Linked DNA regions of Mus musculus: region 2 is linked to region 1. A link is a contact called in public Hi-C data. All regions are on one chromosome and are shown on one strand. The core of a region is the stretch at or near the end of the contact, and the rest is flanking DNA. Distances in the headings are between cores, read along the strand shown.

Evidence for each region. A called contact is a pair of places that touch in the nucleus more often than the background predicts.
Region 2: a contact with region 1 is called in a Hi-C map of the G1E-ER4 cell line, with 3 times the contacts expected there. The contact joins two enhancer-like sites. A contact is called at or near these places in 6 of 15 datasets of contacts at CTCF or cohesin (the G1E-ER4 cell line, the NIH/3T3 cell line, embryonic stem cells and 3 more), 230 of 484 Hi-C or Micro-C datasets (the AML12 cell line, the AtT-20 cell line, B cells and 125 more), 18 of 115 datasets of contacts at active chromatin or transcription factors (the HPC-7 cell line, the NIH/3T3 cell line, astrocytes and 11 more) and 4 of 9 other capture datasets (adipose tissue, embryonic stem cells, liver and 1 more).

Annotation. Positions count from the first base shown.
Region 1 is chr7:120,931,856-120,937,238 of GRCm38.p6, forward strand. It overlaps Polr3e (polymerase (RNA) III (DNA directed) polypeptide E), which reads left to right. Exons shown (of 21, transcript NM_025298.4): 9 at 279-398; 10 at 1,452-1,537; 11 at 1,831-1,875; 12 at 1,978-2,069; 13 at 2,918-3,038. Among named protein-coding and RNA genes, the nearest start is that of Polr3e, 17 kb to the left of the region's middle. Within about 2 kb of position 2,041, at least 26 of the 459 cell types and tissues checked have an H3K27ac peak or open chromatin away from gene starts, as enhancers often do. A contact at or near this core is called in the G1E-ER4 cell line, where this site is marked.
Region 2 is chr7:121,109,500-121,114,882 of GRCm38.p6, forward strand. It overlaps Otoa (otoancorin), which reads left to right. Exons shown (of 29, transcript NM_139310.2): 10 at 1,473-1,573; 11 at 4,971-5,110. Among named protein-coding and RNA genes, the nearest start is that of Otoa, 29 kb to the left of the region's middle. Within about 2 kb of position 1,997, at least 7 of the 459 cell types and tissues checked have an H3K27ac peak or open chromatin away from gene starts, as enhancers often do. A contact at or near this core is called in the G1E-ER4 cell line, where this site is marked.

The sequences.
Region 1 (5,383 bases), core at 791-3,290:
AGGCTTCAGAGGTTGTCCTGTTCTCAGCAGTGGGTTGGCTAGCCGTTAAAACCTCCTGTACCTTCGTGGGTAAATGCCTTCATCTGAAAAGATATGTGTTGGCACCCATGTGGCCCAGCTGGAAAGCCTTGGCCAGGGCAGACAGAAGCAAGAAAATACCAGTTTGCATTAGTATCCCAGAGGCTGAATTCCAAAAGCAAAGTGGGAGGGGGTTCAATGGTTTGGTAAGATCTTTGGGGGCCACAGATGTGGGGGTGTGACCTCTCCCTTCTTCACAGGTACGGTTCTCCAGGCCAGAGTCCGAGCAGGCTCGCCAGCGCCGCGTGCAGTCCTATGAGTTCTTGCAGAAGAAGCATGCAGAAGAACCCTGGGTCCACCTGCACTACTATGGCATGAGGGTGAGACAGCGCAGGATCTGGGGGAAGAGCCCTGATGCCCAAGAGCCGCTTATCTCACTTCTAGCTCACCCTGTCTATGGCCACTTTGCTATACCCTAGAGAGCATCACGTGTGTGAGCAGTTTGCATCTTGCCATATCTCACTTAGCAGGTGTCATAAAGAGTGGGAAGCAGAGAGCTCCTGTTCCAGTTAGAGGTTTAGCCCCCTAAGCTGTAGGTACAGTAGGGGTGGCATTTGGTTAGGGTTTTTGATGTACCCTGGATGGTGACTGCAAGCTAGACACGTCATCTGGGGTCCCACTGGAGAATCTACTGTCTGTCACATACTCTGGCTACTGCCCACCTATCCAGGGTGAGTTTGAATATATTTGGGTTCCAGGGCTTTGCAACCTATTATCTGATGCTATACTCAGTAAAGAAAACAATTGAACATTGGCTTCCTGATCTTTGGGGGAAGGACCAACCAGAACCTTCCAGGAAAAGATTAGCATCAGGAGAGCCTTAGGTTCAGGGTCAGACTTGCAGCTACCCTATAGTTTCTCCCTGTGTGACCTTGGGAAAATGCATTTTCTTCCTTTGTTTTTCGAGACAGGGTTTCTCTGTGTAGCCCTGTCTGTCCTGGAACTCACTCTGTAGACCAGGCTGGCCTCGAACTCAGAAATCCACCTGCCTCTGCCTCCCAAATGCTGGGATTAAAGGCGTGCGCCACCACGCCCAGCTGCCTTTTCTTTCTTAGTCTCAGTTTCCTTCTCTGTGAAACAGGGATAGTTAGAGCCCTTGTACCGTTAGTGTGTTAATGAGCATTGGTACAGAGCCTGACACATGGTGGGTGCTTGGTGAAGGCTAGCTTGGTTTTAGTTCTTGCTGGGGTTTCTGCACTGTAGATGGAATACGAGGGCTGGGATCCCAAAGCCAGGGTGGGTGGGTGGTTGAGACCACATTGCAGAGGATTTGTGGGTGTTGTGCTCAGGAGGCTACATATGGGTCTGTGGAGAGCCTTGGAGCAGGGTAGTGGCTGGAGCGGGAGGTGATCTGCCCTGCCCTCTCTTCACAGGACAGCCGCTCAGAGCATGAGCGCCAGTACCTGCTGTGTCAGGGATCCAGCGGGGTAGAGAACACGGAGCTCGTCAAGTCACCCAGGTGGGACTAACTGGTGCTGGCTAGAGGTTCTGGAAAACAATCTGTTGGGACTGTGGCCCCTTTTTTTTGTAGGCAGGCTGAAGTGGGGACACTGTTCCTAGAGAAGTCCCAGGAGGGTGGCCTGGCATAGATGAGCCTCATGTTCTGTGAGGCTTGTCCAGGAGCTACTAGGACTACTGGGGATGGGGGGGATGGGTATTTGCTTACACCACCCCAGGGTTCAACCTGGCTGTGGTCTGTGCTCACATTCGTGGGTGAGGCAGAGTCCACAGAGCCCCTCCCTCTCCTTACAGTGAATACCTCATGATGCTCATGCCGCCCAGCCCAGAGGAGGAGAAGTGAGTAAGGGGCTCTTGTGTCCACCCTCCACTGCCTCCCACTGCCTCCCACTGTCTCCCACTGCCTCCCACTGCCTCCTAACTCAACTCTGCTTCTAACAGGGACAAGCCTGTGGCTCCCAGCAATGTCTTATCTATGGCCCAGCTGCGTACATTGCCTCTGGCTGATCAGATTAAGGTCCTGATGAAGAACGGTGAGCTCTGCTCTCTGCCTCCAGGGCCAAAGCCCCTCTGCTCCCCAGAGACTGTCCAGTTTGGCAGCTCCATTCTTGTCTGGGCAGATCAGTAATGCACCACTGTGTCGAGTCACCCAGTGGCACTGGTCTTTAAGACGGGCTGTTGAGCTGTTCTGGCCAGCTCCCTGCTGCAGGAGCCTGGGCAGGTCAATTTGAGCTTTGGTCTGTCTTTAAGAGAATAGTGTGGGTTCCTGGACACTGATGGGGCCAAGTACAGTTTTACAAGGGATGTCAGGTAGGACTCTGTCTTAGTGCCTTACAGGCCTCTACTCAATAAGGACTTGCTCCTTTTTTTCTCAGGTGGAGGTGCAGAACTTTTGGGGGCTGAGTTCCAAACTCTAGGCTCCTCTAAGAAGTCTTTAGGCCTGGATACAACTAGGGGCTCCCTGCCTCTCCAGGCTTCTATAGAGGACTCTGGACTCTGGGCTTTTTCCAGGTTTTGCCCTGAGTTCCAGAGGCATTACAAGTGACCTGGGTTCAAATCCTGTCTCTGCTTTTTCCAACCAGCTGGAATGTGGTGGTGGTGGTGGTGGGGTTCAACTCTTTCTGGGTCTAATAGTGACAGAATCTTCTGTACTCCTTAGATTTCCACATAGATCCTGACATTTGTTCTGTGGAAGGCAAGAGGCCAGGCCATAACGTTCGGCCACTGCTGTGGTGACTGCTGGTGCCATTGCAGTTATTCACGTTACTAGGAGTTGCAGGGCCTGGGATCTTAATGCTCTAGAAACATTTGCTGGGGAAGAGAGAAGGGTCAGGTCTCGCACTTTACCTAGTGAGTTGTGTCTTTTGTCTTTCCACCTCAGTGAAAGTCATGCCCTTCGCTAATCTCATGAGCCTCCTGGGCCCCTCTGTGGACTCTGTGGCTGTTCTACGTGGCATCCAGAAGGTGGCGATGTTAGTCCAAGGAAACTGGGTGGTAAAGAGGTAAGCTGCTTGGGAGTCTGAATGGAATGCTGTTGGTGTTCTGCCTAGTTGCGTTTTACCTCTTCCAGGACTCTTCCATTTTTTTATACAAATTTGGGAGTTAGTCTCTTAACTCTTTATTGGTTCCCTACAGTTTTGGCATGCTCTGCTGCATGTCAATTGCTTTTTACTTTCTTCCAAGACAGCTCAAAATCTTAGACTATTTTAGCTGTTCACCTCCCACATGTATATTTTAATCGTGTCTATATTTTCAGGCCCACAAGACTTTATGCAGCCAGTGTTCTTAGGCTTACTCACATGTCTGCCTTTTGTATTGTATTTTTATTCCAGTGTACATCTGAATTCCCATCAGGAATCATTTCAATCTTCCCAAAGAGTGCTATAGTATTTAATACAGGTCTGCAGTAATAGCTTTCCTCAGCTTTTAAGTTAGTGATAGTTCTTTCTTCATGCATTGATGTATTTTCTGTGTGTGCGCTTTACATAAATGTATAGGAATATGTGTGTTGAGGCCCAGTGTTGAGGTCAAGTGTCTTTCTTGGTTGCTTTCTCCTTTACGCAGGATTTCTCCCTGAACCTGGAGTTTTCCCCCATCTTCATTAGTTTAGCTGGCCAGTTTGCTGTGGGTATCTAGGGATTACAGGTGGCTGCATGAGTTTTGAGTATATGTCTGTGGGTAGTTGTAGGTGAGTATAGGTGCCCGTGGAGGCCAGAGGAGTCAGGTCCCTCTGGAGTGGGGACTGGGAGACAGACTCGGGTCCTCTGCTAGAGCAGTGCGTGCTCTGGACTGCTGAGCTGTCCTACTGTGGTCCTCACCCTTGGGCAGCAAGTGCTTCATCCTGTGAGCTGTCTCCCCAGCCGCACTCTGTGTTATGACGTCAGTTGTTACTGAAAGCCCACTGTGAACCTGATCCTTGTGCTTTGATCTTTGTCCTCCTCTGGTTGCTTTGAAGCCTTTCTCTTTGTCCTGGCTTTCCACTGTTATGTTAAGAAGTGGCTACGCAGGCAGAGGCAGGCGGATTTCTGAGTTCGAGGCCAGCCTGGTCTACAGGGTGAGTCCCAGGACAGCCAGGGCTACAGAGTGAGTCCCAGGACAGGCAAGGCTACACAGAGAAACAAACAAACAAACAAACAAACAAAAGAAGTGTCTATGTTTGGTTTGCTTTTTATGTTGCCTGTGGGGTTCAGGTCATGATTTTGTGGCTTAGTTTCAGCAGCCTCCTTTCTCCTCTGGTTTCCCATCAGATCATCAGTTCTGAGGGAGTAGAGATAGTCTGTGCTATTATTTCCTTACATTCTTAGATCATTGTATAATGCCTGGAACACACTAAACCAACCCCAGGAAATGCATACTTTAATTATAATGAGGTGGTGTTATAGTTAATACATTAACCCCAGGCTTTGAACAGTGTAGTATGAACAATATAAAATGTGAATAGTTCTAAAATTCAAAACATTCATTTCATTAAGCCCTTCATTTGATTGCCAACCTGATGGTAAAGTGTATTCCTCTTACATGGTGGTGCCATTTACAGGTAAATATATCTTGCTGTTGGATTATCCAGTTTTCTGTATGGAAGAATTTTGTCATGGCACATTGCTTGTTAAATGTGAGGGTGAATACTACTTGTATTTACACTGTAAAACCAGGAAGGGCTGTTGCATCACACACTCCTGAAGACACTAACCAAAAGAGGCCCAGGACTTGTGTATATCTCCCAAGGCACCTACAGAGCCGTGTTTGAGCTCGGAGACTCAGCCTGGCTTCTGCCTGTGCTGTTTTTGTCGTGGGAGGCCTAGCTATTGAAGTATGGCTTATCAGCTTGGGTGTCCTGCATATTGCAAGGATTTCTGTAAGCCTTTTCTTGGGTGTTGAGGCTACTGGGTGTGAGTCATAATCTTTCCAGCCAGATCTATCTTTGTGTTTAAACTCAGCTTGATTCAAATGTCTTACTTAAATGTTCTGTGCTGTGTGTGCCACCATTGAATGTTCTCGCTGTCCTTAAAGTATAGGGGCCCACAACATGTGTCTGTCTAGGTTTAGTTGACAATGGGCTCTTTCTCCATGTGACAGCCAAGAACACTTTGCCAGGTCTATACCCATGGAGTTTAACCTTGGAGTATGAGTTGCTCAGGACTGGCAGGTATGAAGGGAAGATCTCCAGCAGAGGAGCCGTTAAAAGCTGACCCTGGGGCTGTGGCTGGAGGAAGTGTGAGAGTCACATAGTAGGGACTGTCTGTTCGTGTGCCTCCAGGCCTCTACGCTGAGGACCTCTGGGCCCCAGGCACAGTCTTTATTCTTTGATGTTCTAGGGGAGTCAGGTCCAGCCTCTGACAGCTGACAC
Region 2 (5,383 bases), core at 747-3,246, 180 kb after region 1:
AAACAAAACAAAACAAAACAAAACAAAACAAAACAACAAAAGCAAAAGCAGAACTGAGGGGCTGGGGAGAGAGCTCAGTTGGTAAAGTGCTTGGAAGGCAACTTATGAAGACCTGAGTTCAATCCCCAGAGCTCATGCAAAAAGTCAGGCATAGTGGTGTTTGTTTATAATCTCAGTGCTGGGGCTGGAGGGAGAGACATTCCCAAGAACCAGAGTCTAGCCAGTGGATGCTAGGGAAGTGAGAGATTATTTCAAAAAAGCAAACAAGCAAACAATACACAAGACAACAACAACAACAACAACAAGAAGTTGGATATCACATGGGAAATGGGAAGTTTCGCTTAAACACACACACACACACTCCAAAAGGCTTCAAGGAAGAAAAAATAATTAGAAGGTAGACAGAAATTAAGGAAAGACATTCCAAGCAAACAGAGATTCCAGGAACTTGGGGTCCATGCAGGCAAGCTTGGTATCATTCAAATATAGTACATTGTGGGACTAAGGATGACAGCCTGCTAAGTCAGGATTATTAACTGGATTAAAATGAAGAAGTAATAAGAGAGGCAAACATACCTCACACTGTCAGATTATTGACTAAAGAACTGAACTCAAGGGCTGGAGAGATGGCTCAGCAGGTAAGAGCACTGACTGCTCTCCCAAAGGTCCTGAGTTCAAATCCCAGCAACCACATGGTGGCTCACAACTCTCCATAATGGGATCTGACGCCCTCTTCTGGTGTGTCTAAAAGACAGCTACACTGTACTCACATATGATAAATAAATAAATCTTTAAAAAAAAAAAAGAACTGAACTCAAATCACTATGTTTTTGGGTCTCAATTATTGAAACATCATCCGAGTGCCTAACAAGTTCCAGGTATGATGATGTTGATCTACGGGCCACACCGTCAGGTAGCAAGGCTCATATCTGTGGCTGTGGCCTGTGTGTCTTTGGGGTCTCACAGGTTGGACTCAGTAGATGGTAGCTGAATAAATTAGGGAATGCCACAGAGTCCTGACACCAAAGATGTCTTGGATCACCACATACCAAGTGTGTGTATGTGGAGGCCAAAGTCAGTGCTGGGAGGCTCCCTCAATTGCTTCCCACCCTATTTGTTTATTTAAGTGTATGTGTGTGTATGTGTGCATGCTCGCGCGCTGCCAGCTCTTCCAGCTGTTTTTGGAGACAAAATCTTTCATTGAACCTGGAGCACACTAATTTGGTTAGGATGTCTGGCCAGCAAGGCCCAGGAATCTTCCCAGTTTTACCTCCCCAGTGCTGGGATTATACGGAATTAAAGCCAGGCCATCCTGCCTGTTTTTTTTTTTTTTCTTTTCAATGTGGGCTCTGTGGCATCAAACTCAGGTGCTCACGCTTGTATGGCCAGTGCGTCACCAGCTGCACCCCCTCCCCACTTAGAAGCTGTTATTTGTGTGTTTATTTATTCTTTCTTTCTCTCTCTCTTTGTAGATGGCTCAGTTTCATGGGTCAGTGCAGAAAAGTTATGGATTTTGGGCAGATACATGGTTCACCTATCGTTTGAAGAAATTATGAACATTAGCCCTATAGAAGTAAGTTGGAAAAAGTATATTTTTATGTCCTTATTGCTAATATACCTTGAGTGACATATGCTCTAAATTTCCAGTGTTTGCTAAGCCAAGGTGTCCTGGGAACTGTATACCTTAGCCAGATATATCTCTACCTTTTAGACAAAACTCTAGGAACAAAGTCTCAAGGAGTCAATGGTGGGGTTATATTCTAGAACAGAAGAGATAAGAAGAAAAAAGAATTGAGGGCATTGACATGGCGGACATGATAGGAAGGGAACACTGGCTATGACCCAAGACTCATGTAAAGGGATTTTGTGTGTGTGTATGTGTGTGTGTTCTAGAAAAGCCAAGGACAAAAGCTATCGAGTTTCCAGTGCCTGCACTCAAGCCAAAGTAGCATGGATTAATGGCTGCTTCTATAAATAGTGACTTCTATTAATAGCTACTTCAACATGAGTAATGATTGGATCTGAGCTTGGAGTTTACAGTGGAGAAGTGTATGTGGCTCATGTGGCTTAACCCACCCGTTGATTTGTCTCTTTCCTTCTGATGTTGACCCAGTGACCTTAAGATCCTTTGGGCATTGTGACTTTGAAATGTAGCCTCTGAAGAACGCTGCAACAGAGGTTCCTAAAGAGCTGGGCTCCATTACAACACAAACAATAGCAAAAAGCCCATTCGCCTTGTCCTTGTCCTGCATCATGTGATGGCCTTCTTCACAGAGCTGTCCTCCCAACAGTGCATGATTGTTATAAAACACAAGGCAAGACTTGGCTCCTCTTGTGTCATATATGCATGATGTACATACGTGAGTGTGCAGTTGCCATGGTGCCTATCTGAGGGCCAGAGTACAGCTTTCAGGAGTTGTTTTTTTTCTCTTCTAAGACGTGTTCAAGAGATTGAATTGAAGCTTGCATGATAAGCACCTTTATCTGCTAAACCATCTGGCCAGCCCCAGTTCCCCTCTTTTATCTAGGAGGCTAGGAACACCTCCCATGTCTTTGCTGTTTTACAACCTTTCAGTCTTTAGAAATTGGGGCATTTCTAAGACCAGGCACGTGTGGACAACTTCTCATGATCTACAAATACAGAGGGGATGGATTCATAAATGATCAAAGGTAAATCCTCAAGGGAGGATCTTAGGATCACCTTCTTTCCCATGTGGGGTATGTGTGTGTATGCACATGTGTGCAACTATATTTGCATATGTGTGCAATAGTGTGTGTAGGCCCAAGGTCAATGCCAGCTGTCTTCCTCGAATGCTTTCCACTTATTTTTTTTTAATTATTACTTTGTTATTTTTATGTGTGTGGATGTTTTGCCTGCATGCATGTCTATGTACCACTTGCAATGGCTGGAGCTCATGGAGGCCAGAAGAGAGCTAGAATCCCCTGGAAGTGAAGTTATAGATGGTTGTGAGCCCCTATGTGGGTGCTGGGAATCGAACCTGGATCCTCTGGAAGAACAGCGAGTGCTCTCAACTGCTGAATGTCCTCTTCAGCCCCTGCTCTCCCCTTTGTTATTTGGGCAGGATCTCTAGCAGAACCCAGAGCCCATCCATTCTGGCTAGTATAGCTAACCAGCTTGGCCCACGAATATCTTGCCTCTACCTCCGTAGTGCTGGAATACAGGGGCTGCCACTCCTGTCTGACTCTTTATGTGGCTTCTGGGGATCCAAGTCCTTTCCCTTAGGTTTGGACTTTGGCCCCTGAGCTGTTTCCCCAGTCCATTGAGCATTTTTTTGGAATACAGAATTAGAGCACACCACCACATAGAATGATAAATCCATTAGAAATAAGGAGTAAAACCATAGCGAGCCCTATTGTCATTTAAGATGTCAGCGTGATACCCTTGGACATGTAGGCAAAATGGAGCACGAATATCGAGTCTGAACAGTACACTTAGTACAATGTGGAAGATATATGCTACATTTTATATTTTGCAAAGAGAATACATGCGTGTTCTTCCTGTCCAGCCTGGTAGTATGCAACTTCAATTCCTTCCCCAGATCTCCCTACTCCAAATGCTGATGAAGATATAGACAAGGGGGAACCTTCAATCCAGGCTTGTGGGACATGCCTTTAATCCTAGCACTTGGGAGGTGTCATAGTTAGGGCTTTATTGCTGTGAACAGGCACCATGACCAAGGCAACTCTTATAAGGGACAACATTTAATTGGGTCTGGCTTATCGTTTCAGATGTTCAGTTCATTATCATTATGTCAGGAAATGTGGCAGTGTCCAGGCAGATATAGTGCTGGAGAAGGAACTGGGAGTTCTGTGTCTTGATCTGCAGGCAGCCAGGAGGAAGCTCTCATTCCACAGTAGGTAGAGCTTGAGCATAGAGACCTCAAAGCCTGCCCCCACAATGATAGTCTTCTTCCAACAAGGCTACACCTTCTAACAGTGCCACTCCCCATGGGCCAAGCATATTAAAACACCACAGGAGGCAAAGGCAGGTGAAGCTATGTGAGTGTGGGGCCAGCCTGGTCTACATAGTGAGACCCTGTTTCAAAAACAAACAACTTCTAGCTAGATGTCCCATATGTCACAGGTAAACTACTACTGGGTATTTACATGAAAGCTTTGAAGTCAACCTCACAGAGGCACTTGCCCATCAGTGTTCACTGCAGCAACTCTGAAACAGCTAAGCAATGGAAGCAACAAGATGCCCAAGAAGAAAGGAGTGGATGAGGAAAACATGGTCTGTGTACACAGCGGACCTTTTCGTTCATCGTATTATCTTTATCTTAGTATATATTAATATATATAATTAATATCTTTATCATTTTTTTGACCACAGAGAATGAAGTTATATTGTTTTCAGGAAATAAATATACCTGGAGATAATCATAACAAGTTAATTAAGTCAGTCTCAGAAAGACATGTTTTTTTCTCACTTGTGGTTCACAGATTTTATACAGATATATAAAAGCATGTGTGTGGGGGTTGGGGATTTAGCTCAGTGGTAGAGCGCTTGCCTAGCAAGTGCAAGGCCCTGGGTTCGGTCCTCAGCTCTGGAAAAAAAAAGCATGTGTGTGTGTGTGTGTATGTGTGTGTGTGTGTGTGTGTGTGTGTGTATGTGTGTGTAATACATGGAAGTAGGAGTGAAATGTTTAGGGGAACAAATAGGGCCAATAGGAGGAGGAGAGGTGAGAAAGATGGAGGGTAAGAGCTATGGGGAGAATATGCTCAACATACAATATGCACTCATATGCATATCTTTGTGTGCCATATACAATGAGTACATACACTGAACTTTAAAAATAACAATAAAAAGAAAGAAATATAGTAATCTGAGAACTGGTTGTATAGCCTTATGGCCGAGATGGACGCAGCATGGGCCACCAGGATGGGTCCCCACTGGGCCACTTGACCTTCCTCACCAATCTTCCTCGTCTTCCCATCCTGTCTGCCAGATTGGGTTGTTTATCAGCTATGACAACGCCACCAAGCAGTTGGACATGGTGTATGACATCACCCCTGAACTGGCCCAGGCATTTCTGGAGAGGATCCGCTGTTCCAGCTTTGACGTGAGGAACATCTCTACCATCCACAGGCAAGGGTGGCCCCGGGCCCTTCCAATATTTGGTTTAAGAGCTGGGGAGACGAGTCAGTTAGTACAGTGCTTGGCAAATGATCGTGAGGATGAGTTAGAATCCCCAGCACCCAGGTAAGAAGCTAGGTGTGTCAGCATGTGCCTGTAATCCCGTCACCGAGGGAGGATGCCAGACAGAGACAGGAGTATCCTGGGAGCTGGCAAGCCAGCCAGGCTAGGAAACTTATGAATTCCCATTCATCAGTAAATAAGGTGGAGGGCAACTGAGGATGA